Regions from separate parts of the Triticum aestivum genome. Here region 1 is linked to region 2. A link is a contact called in public Hi-C data. All regions are on one chromosome and are shown on one strand. The core of a region is the stretch at or near the end of the contact, and the rest is flanking DNA. Distances in the headings are between cores, read along the strand shown.

What was found. A called contact is a pair of places that touch in the nucleus more often than the background predicts.
Region 1: a contact with region 2 is called in a Hi-C map of leaf, with 7 times the contacts expected there. The contact joins the promoter of LOC123160113 here to the promoter of LOC123156815 in region 2. A contact is called at or near these places in 3 of 5 Hi-C or Micro-C datasets (all in leaf).

Annotation. Positions count from the first base shown.
Region 1 is chr7B:375,273,673-375,280,754 of IWGSC CS RefSeq v2.1, forward strand. It overlaps LOC123160113 (sm-like protein LSM2), which reads right to left and starts at 1,994. Exons shown (of 3, transcript XM_044577933.1): 1 at 1,778-1,994; 2 at 1,548-1,706. The coding sequence starts at 1,780. It overlaps LOC123159991 (DNA topoisomerase 1 beta), which reads right to left. Exons shown (of 16, transcript XM_044577794.1): 13 at 7,009-7,082; 14 at 6,812-6,915; 15 at 6,560-6,728; 16 at 5,936-6,361. The coding sequence ends at 6,293.
Region 2 is chr7B:374,511,287-374,517,996 of IWGSC CS RefSeq v2.1, forward strand. LOC123156815 (oxysterol-binding protein-related protein 2A) reads right to left here and starts at 3,577. Exons shown (of 10, transcript XM_044574999.1): 1 at 3,136-3,577; 2 at 1,037-1,399; 3 at 687-765; 4 at 1-352. The coding sequence starts at 3,513.

The sequences.
Region 1 (7,082 bases), core at 744-3,243, 760 kb after region 2:
GCTTGCCTGTTCCTTCTCTTCATCCATTTCCTCCCAAATCTGCTTCTCCATCCACAAGGCAGCAGCCCCAGCACCTCTTCTCCCCTTCCCCATGTTTGATCCGGTTGCTCTAGTGATTTGGCTCTTCTCTCTTTTTATTTCACGGCTGATTGGGCCTTCTCTCAGTGTTGCTGCAGTAGCCAGGTGTCCTCATGGATCCTGTGGCCGGTAATGCTTATGATCTATTCAACGATCCTAGGAGAAGAGCTACATCCGACGATCCAGCTTGGAAGTATGGGTTCTGGCCAGATTTAGAGAGGAAAGATTTACTCCAGTGTACACTGTGTGGCAAGATAGTCCATGATGGAGTGAGAAGGCTGAAGCAGCACCTTTCTGGGGGTTCTAGTGATGTGGATAAGTGTCCTGAGGCATCCATGGAGATTAGGATAGAGATGCGCAATTCCTTAAACACATATGTATGTACAGTTTATTATGTTAATGCTAGTTGTTAAATCTCCTAATTGTTTGCCATATATTGTATATGTATGTGTCTAAGGCGTCGCCTCGCCTTACGTTTTAGCGCCTCGCCTCGCCTTACAAACATTGATTCCAGCACAATGTTAGCTTTTAAACCACAAGGTTCACACAACAATTCAATTCCAACTGTTCAGATTGTTACATGTGTAACGTGTACTGGGATTAAGGGACCAACATTTCCTGTGCAGGTAGTAACAACACCTTCTATAACATGTTATAAACCAGGTGAAGCACTCATTACCAATCTACAAAATTTGTTGCATGTATGCGGCTAGAATCTTAACCTTATGAAATTACCTGGCATTATTATTACAAGAAGCTTAACGTACCAAGATCAAACGAGTTCTACCAGATTTTTTGGTACAGCACGAGCTAACCATGTCTGGTTAACACTAGAGGCACTAGTTTAAAACTTAACTGAATCAACATATGAGGTATGTGAAACATAACAGAGACCCACTAGAAACACTCGTTTAAGACTTTAACTGAATCAACATATAGAATATACAGAATATAATCAGGTCGCACGCGTGATGCCTTACTTTTTATTTCTACCATGTCTTTAGAGCTTTAGACTAAAATTGTATGTTTTTCAGGAAGCGTGGATACCATCCAGTTAGACAACACCCCTGAATTGAGCTCTAACTAATGATATTAAGGTAGACTGCTAGGAAGTTGAATGACGCAGAGCAACCATCACTGGTATATAACTTACAATTAGATTGCTTGCTTAAAGCTACTCTTTTGGTATTTACTTCCAAGATAAACCTTAACCATTGCAACAAAAATCTGGAATCACAAGTCTACGATCCCAACAGGAACCACCACTACACTGTTTCCTAAGTCAACGAACACACCTTGCAGCCTATAACAAGAGTATGACACAAAAACAATCACCTAAGCAACAAGATATTGGGTTAGTCTTCATCTAGGGAATCAAGCGATCCATACAGCGCTCTACTAAAACAGCAGGCAGCTTATAGGCATTGACTAATTACGCACTGGCATAGGCCGGATGAAGATGATCATACCATGTGGGGATACTTGTCCTGGTCGACGACCCGAGTGTTCTCGAGCTTGATGTTGAGGTACTGATCCACCGAGTGGAGCGTGCCGCGGATGGCCAGGTCGTTCTTGAGCTCCACCGTAACCTCCTTCCCGACGAGCTCCTTGAAGTAGGAGAAGAACAGCTGTACAACAAACGAGCATCAAATCAACCATGCCGGCTTCAGGACCTGGCTCAAAAGCCTGAGCTACTCACCATATTGGCTTCAGAAAGCTCGCCGCCGATCCACCGGAGGGGGGAGGACGCTGGTCGGCAGAGCCAGGCGGTGGTTGACGGAGTTGGGCCGCCGCCGCCGGATGGGGGTGGTGAAGGGTGGGAGAGGGAGATTGAGTGGGAGGGACTCTGGTTTGTGGGAGACGGACGACGAGAACCCTAGGCTAGCGTCGCGGGCTGCTTGGGCGGACAAGGCCCAACCTGCTCTTTTGACGACTTGTTTTTTTCACGACGACCGACTAACTTTTGTTTTTTTTTTTAGCAAATCCGACCGCTGTTCGGCGATTTTTTCACCGGGGGAGACTTCTTCGAGGAAGCAGCAACTCACACCTTTGGGGAGCCTGGTAAATGGGCCGACCCACATACTGCTCGGCGAGTTTTATCTTTTTTGTTTTATATACTACTTAAATTTTCAATATTACCTACAAAAACTTAAATTTTCAGTTAAGTTCAGGAAATTAAAAAAATAATGAAAACGTTCAAAAATGTGAACAATTTTATAAAACATATAGTAATAAAAATATGTTCAGGTGTTTCGAAAAAATGCACGTGATATTATAAAAAAAGGTTAACCATGTATTTAAAAAATGTTAAACATCTACAGAAAATGTTCCTAATGTATACGACAAAATGTACAACGGATATGAAAACATCGAAATGTAAAACATTCATGAAAAAAGTAGACATCAAAACATAGAAAAAATGTTAATTATGTATAAAAATGTTAAACTGGTATAAAAGAATGTTCTTGGTGTGTAGGAAAAATGTACAATGTACATGAAAAAAGTAGACACCAAGGCATATATTGGGGAAAATGTATTTTTGAAAAATGTTAAGCGTGTATAATAAATGTACATTGTGTGTAAAGAAGAGTAGACACGTGTTGAATTTTTTTTTAAATAAACAAATGAAAACTGGAAAGAAGAAAGAAAACTGACAAAAACAAAGAAAAGAAAAAAAATGAGAACAAAATTGTGCCTAACATGAGAAACAGAAAAAACTTGTCCTACAGTAAAGGGTCGGACCAGTAGAGCGCTCACGAGAGGCGAGATTGAACTTCACCTCGCAAATGGGTGATACATAGCTCTAGCGACTAACTGGAGGGTACCCCTTCGCGAGGACCTCTAGGGGTCACTTGGGACGCTTCTGCGTTGACAAATGGTGCACCCGGCCGCCGTCAGATGTTGCGCGCTTGGCACACCTGCGGGGACGTCTTTTTTTATTCATTTCTGCATGCATTTTGGAATTTTTTTGGTTTGGGGGTGGATTCTGCTTGTTTTTCCTAGGTTTTTGTGGGAAAATACTTTATTTTTCTTTTTTATCGTGTGAAGCACTCCGTGTGAAAAGCAAAGTTGTGCTTCACAGTGAAGCGCAAACATGCTTTTCACTTTCGGGAAGCACAGAAATCACAACTTTGCTTTTTTGAAAAGTAAAAAAGCATACTTGTGCTTCTGTGAGAAGCACAACTATCCTTCTCGGAAATGGTTCACGAAAAGTGAAAAGTACAATTGTATTTCCGTTTTTCGAGCTTCTGTTTTTTGTTTTTTTCGTTTCTTTGTTTCCATTGGGGGGGGGGGGGGGGCGTCCAAACCTATTAACATGGGATCTATCTTAGAGGATCTTGACGTGAGAAACACAACGATGAAAATGATTTGGGTGTGCGGTTTAAGAGATAATACATTTATAAAAAAACACGAAACTCTCAGGTTGCGACAAGTGCTACACATGCAATGAGCCATTCATCACCATAAGAGAAGATGAGAGTGTTCTTTGTAACGGGTACCCTCCAACTAGTGATTTCGTAAAAGTATACATTTAACCCCGAATCCACTTCAATAGAGCCATAATTAACGAAAAAAGGGTAAATGTAGCCTTTGAGTGGTTTTGCAACAGCGGGTTTTGGTTGTAACAAGTCTGATTGAATTATGAACCGTACGATGATGTGTCACTAAATGGTTTGGGATGAAATTTCCCTGTTTGCAAGACGAACCCTAGCTCTCGAGTTCCTCTGTCTCCCTGGAACCCTAGCAGACGATTTCCCCAAGCTCACATCCGACAAGGATTCATCACGCTCAACAAAATCCATCGAGGCGCCTTCACACGACAATGGAACCAGCACTGCCGTGTTAGATCCCAACAACTCTATGTTTTGTGGGCGATGGGATCTTCAGGGGGTGGGAAGATTGCCTGCTAGGGTCCCATGTAAACAAGGGGGTTCAAGAGCTAGGGTCCGTCGCGCAAATGAGGAAATTTTATCCCTAACCATTCAATGGCACGTCATCATGACATTGATAGCTCAGTTAGCCTCATTACAGCCAAAAACACTATCGATATGATGCAAAACCACTCAAGGGCTAAAACCGGATTTATTAACTTCAGGGTCCAAATCACATGGTTTTTGACACGGGCATGACTATTGAAGTGGATTTGAGGGTGGAAAGTATATTTTCCTCTTTTTTCACCCCAAAAGCTATCAAACTCTTTTTTCTGGAAGAAATGATTTTTTAGTGGGGTGACGCATGGGCCCGTTCGTTCATGGACTGACCCACTTTGTAGAGTTCAGCGCTTCACTTCAGTTAATTTCTAGTTTTTTTTAAAAAAAATAGTATGCTCATGTTTCAATTCGATTTGTTTGTTTCAACATAAAAAGTAAGAATATAGTTTTGGAAAACGTGAACAAAAATTACGGGAAAATGTAAAAAAATCAAAAAATGTTATGCTTTTCATAAAGATATTTGTGAACATTGTTTTGGGAAAACACAAACATTTTTAGAGAAATGTGAACATATTTTAAATTTTTGATTGCTTTTCTAAAACATGAACATTTTTTAGAACCGTACCTTTTGAAATTCCATTTTTATAAATCATTTTTTCTAAAAAAAATCAAACAGTTTTTGTAATTTGTGATAAATAAAACAACAGGAAAAAAAAGACCGGACCAAAACCTTCTAGAAAGGTTCCAAAACCAGATTCCGACAGGCCTATAATTGGCCTTTTCCTGCACGAAATGTTGATACCTTGTGGCACAGAGCGATATATAGAAATTGCCTTCTTATACTCAGTTTTTTAATTTGAGATTATCTATTGAGTAGGTCTTGGTTACATCATCAGTAAATTCACTGAAGGCTGTTGCAAGTCCTATTTTTAATAATAATAAATGAAGTTTTTACCTCTTGTTGCCAAAGCAGGGATGGTTGAGGCGTTAGCGATGCAACATGATCTACTCAGTCTCTTCAAGTTGGGTGCCACAACCGTGCAAGCCAAATCAGACTCTTTGGAGGGGTTTTTTTTTTCACAATTGACTCTACTCTTTGGAGGTTATTAATGCATGTCCGGAGAATATAGCCTTTTCCAAATAAGAAAACTGCCAATTCAATTATCATCTATCATGGCAGCGAGACAACGAAAATAACAAAAATTACAACCATGTGGCGAAGGCCCGCCGTCATCATTCCTCTCGTCGGAGTGAGGAAGTCATTGTAATAAGGCTACAAGGTCAGTGCACGGGAACAACGATCACCAATTTAGAGAAGCATATATCAAAAGTACCAAATCTGTAACACACAACCAAAGATGTCACATCACCGACCAAACAAATCCGAACAAGTGAATTCTTTTTGCCCATATATAGATTCTTTTATGTTCCATAACCGGTCACCACTCCCACTGTGGATCCAAGAAAATATGAACAGTACCAGCTCCAATTTCACTCCGGTGGCACCACAGCTTTAGACTCCCTTGTACAACCCGTTTCCCAAAATTGCAACAAAAATCACACCACTCTATTATAGGACAAAACGAAAGAGGCAAATCGACCTGCCAGCCAGAACCAGATCTCAGGGGCTGTTCGGCGTCACTCCGCTCCACAGCTCCCAGAGCGGAGTAGGCGGAGCTGTAGGTCAAAATGGTGGAGTTGCCATTTATCCTCTCCACAGATTCCCAGAGCGGACCATTACCGAACAGAGCCTCAGTGTCAGCAAAACCGCACACGCAGCCACGCACGCTCATGGAGCATATACCCCCAAATTCATACCCCACGGTGCATAGTTACCACGAACAAACACTTTTCGATCAAAACTTACACCTCAGCATCACACAACCAGTACTCAACTGCATCAAACAACACAGTTTGCTTCCTCGTTCAAACGAATCCACAACCATCACTCTGACAGGTCATCTATATTTGAGATTGATCCGGTATAAAATGAATGTCCATCAGTTCTCAACAAGCTAAAATCCGTCAGCCCAAATGAAATGCAAAACACGACTTTAGGCAATTGGGCCATAGCAAGTACAGAAGAGAAGATGGGTAGAAAGAAAAAAAAAGAGCCTACAAAGAGAATGCTGGGTGCTTCCTTCTTCCAGGAGCAGGGGGACTTAAAAAACAAACACCGAGCTCTTCCTTTACTACTAGTTGCAGTTAGGGGTCCGGGAGAAGGCCTGGAAGCTGAATCGAATTTACCAAGGGGCCATTGGCTCACCCGGAAGCCAATACTCTTAGAATCTGAAATCCGGCTCGACATCCATTGCCCATCCAAACTTCGCAAGAATCGTCTTGCTGAAAATCTGTCAGCAAAAATAGCCAAGCCAAGCAAGTAAAAAATGAGATATTAGCATAGGGAAGTAACAGAGCTGGGCACGAACTACTAAATGCTATAATTAGGTGTAGACATGTAATATGATCACTGAAGCTAACAAAGAAGCAGCTATGCAATGAACTTGTATAATCTATGAAAGAAACTAGTAGTCCTTAAACTATGATACCTTCTCAATAGGGACTTCATGGGTTTTGCACCATGCTACCGTAATTCTGGGATCAAGGTAGTTGATCTTTGATGTCCCTAATGCCACCGTCTTCAAATCCTCCTTCGTCTTCTTATCCATCTCCATTTTCTCTATCTTGGTTTCTATCTGAGAGATCTTCTTCTCAATCCTGCAAGTAGATTTGTTGAGACTGTTTGCTCCACTCTTTGTTCAAATGTACAAAAATATGATATATCTGTGATTAGATATTACGCTTCAGGTGCCAAAGTTCTCTTTGGCTTCCCATCTGCACCGTTGCCTAGAGGCTTTCCTCTCTTCACTTTGCCCAAATCTTTGTTCAGCTCATCGATCTGGGCCTGGAGAAAAGAAGCAAATGATAACAAAAGAGCTTACAGGACAAAGTAATAATAATTTAAGTTCCGACCTAATCATTTGCAACCACGACCAACCTTTAATTCGTCAATCTTTTCATTCAGCTTAGTCATCTGGGTATCATGTGACTTTGACACAGCACGCTGATGGT
Region 2 (6,710 bases), core at 2,327-4,826:
TAAACTGGAAGGCATACTCGTGTCAAATCCTTGCCAACACTATCTTTAATAATGGACCAAAGGCTGATTCCTTTCTCTTTCTCAGTAGGTTCTGGTAGTTTACTCCGTCGTTTGATTTCAGGTAGCATGTTGTTAGAATCTTGAATTTGGATATCCACAACTTCTTGGCCACCTGGATTATCTATGTTAGTAGCACTGTGTACACCACAATCTGTGGAAGCTGACATTGTTGAAGATCTGCTGTTTGATTCTGTGAAGTAGTCTGCAGCATCAAAGAATGTAGAGCCCTCTTCACAAGTCAATTCACCACCATCTTGCTTCTCAAATTCATCAGATTCTGTCGTGCTGTATTCTGGGCAAAAAACAAATCACTGGATCATTAGAAAAGCTAATGCAAGAGCATGGGATAACTCAGGCATGCTGATTATAGGCCATAGTGTAGTAAACTTGCAACAGCCTCCGGAAAAATAAAACTTGCATCAGTTTCCACTAAAAATAACTTGCAACAGTTTCTTTACTTTCTTTAGGAAATAAGGCAGCACATATAAATAATTCAGACAACTAAATGAGAAAGGTTAAAAAGCATCCAGCAGAGACAGTTGAAAGAAGGGCGCAAGCACCACATAAGTAGATGCATGCAGCTAACACAGTGCAGTAATTTGATCAGTATGTGTAAGAAATCATACCACTAAAATTTCCATGACGGGAACTAGAAAATTCATTTTTTGTCAACGCCCCCTGTATTATATTTCCATCTTTACCTTCCTGCACAAATAGGCGTGTAATACACTATGTAAAATTCCTGCAGGAAAAAAGAGCAGAGTAACCTTTCAAGGAGAGTAACCTTTGCAAAGTTAAGTAAAAGGTTCCATACGAGATTTACTGATAAGCAAAAACATATGACCAATAAGCATATGATGTAGCTCCACTATTTAGGTTCAGGCATTAGCAGTTCCTGCTACCTATCAATTCCATACAAGCATTTTGTCTTAGAATTTTGCATGGCCTCAAAAGAAACATACGCAGCCATTCTTACCTCAAAATGGTGTCTGCTGGATCCGAACAAGCTTAGATGATCGTCATAGCGTAGCTTCAGTTGCTTTCTGTAGCTTGAAAACTCCGAAAGCATAATCTGTTCGCAGTCCTGTATAAGACTCTCGTTTAAACCATCCTGGTGCATCCGATTTCGAAGCCTTGCAGTGGAAACTGAAATATCACTCTGCACAAAAGTTATTCTTCCACTGAGTGACCTGAGCGAATAAACACTCCTCGCCAAGATCAAGGCCTCGATCCAAGCAACACGGTCATCTTTTGAATCTGTCTTCAAATGAAGTGTCTTTGTGGGAGAAAATATGTAGAATCTCCTGTCGTCGGACTTGCTCTCCCGAAATGCGGACACCTAGAGACATGAGAACAAATTAGCACCACTATGTTACTCACAGGGAAACGTTGCACATGGAAATGAAGAGAACCTCCTGATATGAGACGCTACTTGTCAAGGCCAAAAATGGAGCATATAGAAAGCCTGGAATCTATCGAACTAATAGATGAGCGCTTCGATGTTTATTCCGTTAACAACCAAGAGGCAGACAAAGTAGAGGACAAAAAGCAGACACAAGAAAATGATTTGGTATTCCAAGAGAAATCATGTGATTCGGTTCCCTCCCTCTACCTTCAGCTTCAATTAAAGGGTAAAGGAAGGCAAGCAAAGGAGCATCTAACAGTCAACAAGAAAATATTTGGGGATGAGGAGAGGGGGTGAGGGGGATCGAGAAAATAGGAGAACCAAACGACCTATGCAGCTCTTGAAGGTCCACGAGGTCCCCCTAATTCAATCCAAGTTGCACACAGGTCCCCCGTTTTAGTCCCTCTACCTCTCTATGTGACCACTTAATTTTAACTGTACATCCTTGAATTCCTGGGACCCATGTCCAATTGTATTGAAAAGACCCGGTGCTAGCTAGTACTTCTACTACTGCGGGTGCAGCAGCAGCAGCAGCAGCTAGTAAAAGGGGCTCGTGGAAAAGCAACCTCAGGACCAGTACAAGCCAATAATGCAAAATTCAAAATTGCAACAAGAAATTCCCTGAGCATATCCTCTAACCACCTCTTCCCTCCGATTGTTCGACTTGATGATACTATTAAAGATTAACCATGTCACCATTGGACCACTTCTACCATGAAAGTAATAAGACAGAGACTAGCGGCTAAACTTCGTTGTCTTTGCAGCGGTAGCAACTAGCAAATGACATCATTATCAGAAGCTGCAACACACAAACCTTAGAAATTTGACCAAATCTGTGGAAAGTACAAGGCCTCCATGTCCAGAGATGTGCCTGTGGCTGCGTGATAGAGAAAGCTAGCTATGGTCTCTTTTTGGGGGAGATTACACTTGAGGGGGAGAAAAATAGCAATGCCTTTTTGTTCATTTGTGGTGAAGCTAGATAGAGCTAAATTTGGACAAGAATTTGCGGGTGGTACTGGACCACGGAAATGGTGATTGGTTAATATAAAATCCAACCTGTTGATAATAAGCAATTGGTATAAAACTTAAAATGTCCATCCAAATCACGAACAAACCACAAATCGGTTAGAAACCTGCGTCGAAACACAAAGACTTTTCAAGCATTTTGATTGATTCCCTGATCACCTCTATTAAGCACCGACGAGAAAAAAAAACATCGGAAATTTCAAAGAGACAGGACATGAGATGAATAGTTTGGTACGACGATGCACCGCCGGCAAAATGACAAGGAATATCACGTCACTTCGATCCAGCGCTATGACGCGCTCTCCCACCAACCATTTCATCATAAACAAGGCGAAAGCGCGTTCACCGATGCAAGAACTGGGAAGGGATTAACTAATAAACCTCGGGGAATCTGAGCATTTGATCCAGGGACGCAATGCAATGTGCCAAACGAAGCACTGGATCGAGGGGTAAGCACAAGAAAATTCAGAAGAAGAAGAAATCGCACGGAGTAAGAGACGGGGTTGAAACGATCGATCAGAAATGCGGAGGCGAAATCTGGAGAGGAAATGGAAACAGAACTGCCCCCAGCCCCACCATGAGGCGGGTGCACACGGACGCCACAAGGCGACGAGGAGAGGAGAGGAGAGAAGGCAACCACCGACCTTGAGGCAGACGACTCCGACGGGCTTCTCCGGGCGGCGCCCCCCGGCGATCCTCGCGGACGCGCCGCCGATCAGCCTGACCTCCCCGTCGTCAGCGATCCGTCCCGCCGCCTCCCCGCCCCCCGCGTCGGCCCGAATCTTGGAGTAGGAGAGCACCCCGTCGCGGAGCGAGAACCAGCGCTCCCGCCACCCGCGGCCGTAGTTGGTCCACTTGTGCAGCACGCCGGCCACCGCTACCGACCCCGGCCCCGGCGTAGCGGTGGCCGCGGCGGGCTCCGGTGCCGGCGTGGGCGACGCTTCGGGCTGCGGCGGCGCGGAGGAGAGGCAGCAGAGCGCGTGGTGGTGGTGGTGGTGGTGGTGGCTGCTGCTGTGCGTCATCGTCGTCGGCTCGACGACGGCGAGGGGAGAGAGGGGGGGACGGGACGCGACGCGACGCTTAATTTAGGAGCGGTTGGATGCTATTTATGTGTGGGTCACTCTGTCTCGGTGGGTGCTCTGCTCCCTCTTCATCTTGCTCTTCCTTAATTACTTATTGAAATACTTATAAGATCGATTTAGATCACTAATATATAGTGATCTAATCGATCTTATGTTTCTTTATAGAGGAAATACTTATTACTGATGTATCTTTTTCATTAGAACTATATATTCCCTGAAGGGGCTTTTTGATCAAAGAATCCTTCCTAGGTTTTGTCGTTTGATTCATAGGATTCAAATTATAGATCAAAATTCAATAAAATCATTTGTGCTAGATTTCATGAAAAATCTAACATGCCCTACAATCTCTTAAAAAATTGTTTATTTTTTTCCGAAAAAAATTTGTTTATTTCATGTGATGCAATCAAACAAACTTAAATCCCATGGGAGTCATTCTTATATTTTTTAGTCCTTCGTCTTTTACAATTTGGTGACTCAAAAAGGCCTGAACACTAATAATTACATGGATTATAGCCCCCGCTACGAGGTGCCTAAGTAAAACGTGTCACCCTACAGCGTCATACAATGATACAAAACACTTCGAGCTAAGGAATGCCTCTTCATGTTTGTAGTTCTATATTAATTTCAAAAGGAGAAGAACGATCCATAAAGCATGGCCATGTCATGCCCCTTCTCTTCTCTAGTTCTCTTGCACGTAGGATTTTTCAGGACACGCGAAGAGCGAGAGGATATATTTCGTCCCATACAAAAAGAACTCACCAGGATTAAGAGAAGCAAGATGCGGCAATACACCAATAGTAATACATATAGGAAGAAGCAACTTTGCGAAAACAAAAATAGTACCGCCAAGTCACAACCATGCCAAAATGTACTTTCTTCACCTCTCGCTTCTTGTTGTTGGAAGTAAATAAGTTTTTTTTAAGCTTCTTCAACTCACTTATTGTTAAAATTCCAGCCAAATGAATTATCTAATGTCTCACTGCCATAAACAGGAAGTATTACTTAGTTAAGCCTACATGGGGTTATATTCTTATATGAAATAATAACATCTGTCAAGTTGGTTGTCATATGTACACCTAACAAAAAGGGTTAGGAACTGATTTAAGATACGTTTCTTCTTCAAAAGCCATGGGATCAAACCTGCACACTATTATGATTTTTTTTAAATGAGACACACATAGGAGGGAGAGAGAGAGAGAGAGAGTAGGGTGGGAAGCAAGGACATATATCCCGCTTATTGCACTACATGCAAGGGGGCATGCACAGGATGTCATAGGGATCAGGAGTGCTTCACGTGCTATGACTAGATTTAGCGGGCCTCAATGCACACTCGCTTTAGGCTGGTCATAGTTCGAGTAACATAGGTAGTAACATAGATGCCACATAAGCAAAAATATTGATGTGGCAAGTAATTAATGAGGAGAGAGGCACCTAATATGTATTATGTTTTTTAAGCATACCTATTTTAGATTTATCATCAAATAAAGTTTCTAACCATATAATTTTTATGTCACATTATACATGTTTATATTAGTCAAATTGAAGACCCAAAAACCTATGCCCGACTTATAAACCCAACTGTAGAAAGTAGTTAAAATGTACCACTAGGACTATAACATGTATTTAGTTAGTCAAGTCGATGATCAAAAACTACTCGCACGCCCTATACACCCGGACGAAGGAAGTACAGTAGTAACCATGGTGATGAGTGTACCATGCTAGCCTCGGCAAACTCGAGAGCTCACGCGTTTCCACGATGAACACTAATAAGTTGTTTAGAAAGGATAGTACTTAAAGATGCCTAATACGTCAATAAAAACATAAATGTGCCTAGTAGTTATAGAAACATGCATAAATGCAAATCAAATGTTCATGTTCGCTCAAAGCCCGAGCAAACTCGGAGCTTTCCATCTTACACACTTTCGCAGTGAACACTAAAATTGTAAAGCACCATTGTCTAACAGTTCTACAAAATACATAAATGCAGACCAAATGTCCATGTTCTATATATTAACCTTTTTTTGTGGGGTGGGGGGGGGGCAATCTCAATACGAAAAGTTCTTTTTTATGCTTTGGCATCCAATCTTTGCAGTGAAGACTAACCAATCCCTTGTAACTCTGACCTTGAAATGCATAAATTTTCTAAGATGCAGTTTGAAATGAAAGGAGAAGAATTATTATGAAACATCGCCATTTTACAGAAGGTACCATGAATGTCGAAGCAACAAAACGTACCAATCACTTTCCAAACGGTGGTTTGCTTAGAAGAAAAACTTTCCACAGATTTTAATTTGGTCAAGGTGTGGCGCGTGTGCATGTCTGTGTATGCCTTGCTTTGCCGGCATGTGTGACCAACAAGCTAATCAGTCATTGATAGGATGGAACGAAGAGCGTGTCAGTGTGAATATGTGTATCCTGAGAGCATGGTTAATACTATAGTCAGTTGCCGGCTATATATTTTTGCCATATCATATATAGTCAATATTATAGCAAACATGTATAGTAGTTAACTGCAAATAGATATCATTTCATTAATATATGGTATATCTTAAACTCTCATAAAGTTTCTTGAAGCACGTGTTGCAGCTGTCTGTTAATTTACGATTCGTTTCTCTTCTCTCTCCCACAACTCATCGAAAATATACTACTCCAACTCATAAAAAATATACTACTCCCTTCTATAGCCCGCTTATACCACTTTATTATAATATGGATCAAAGAGAGTATTTAAATTCTTATAAAACGTTTATATATCTTATTATACTTGCTCTAATAAGTTAAGGAATAGATACCGGGCACACTCAAAATAGTCAGGTACCTTTACATGGTTGTATTTTCAACACTGAATTACGAAAGCCACATGATGAAAGCTATTGTAATAAGGCCAAGAGGGCAGCAGTAATCTAGGAGCATCATCGACTTCGTCAGGGCGGACGAACATGAAAAGATTTCTTTGTAATTCCAGACAAGACTGAAAAGCGAGTTTCATATAATATTCAGTTCATGATACTACATATCATTCTATAATCCCGTTAGTCAAACACTATTTTAAAGTTTGACAAAATCTGTATAAGAATGTATCAAGATGTACAATACCAGATAGACAATATAAATAACATTGTGAAATGCTCCTAAAA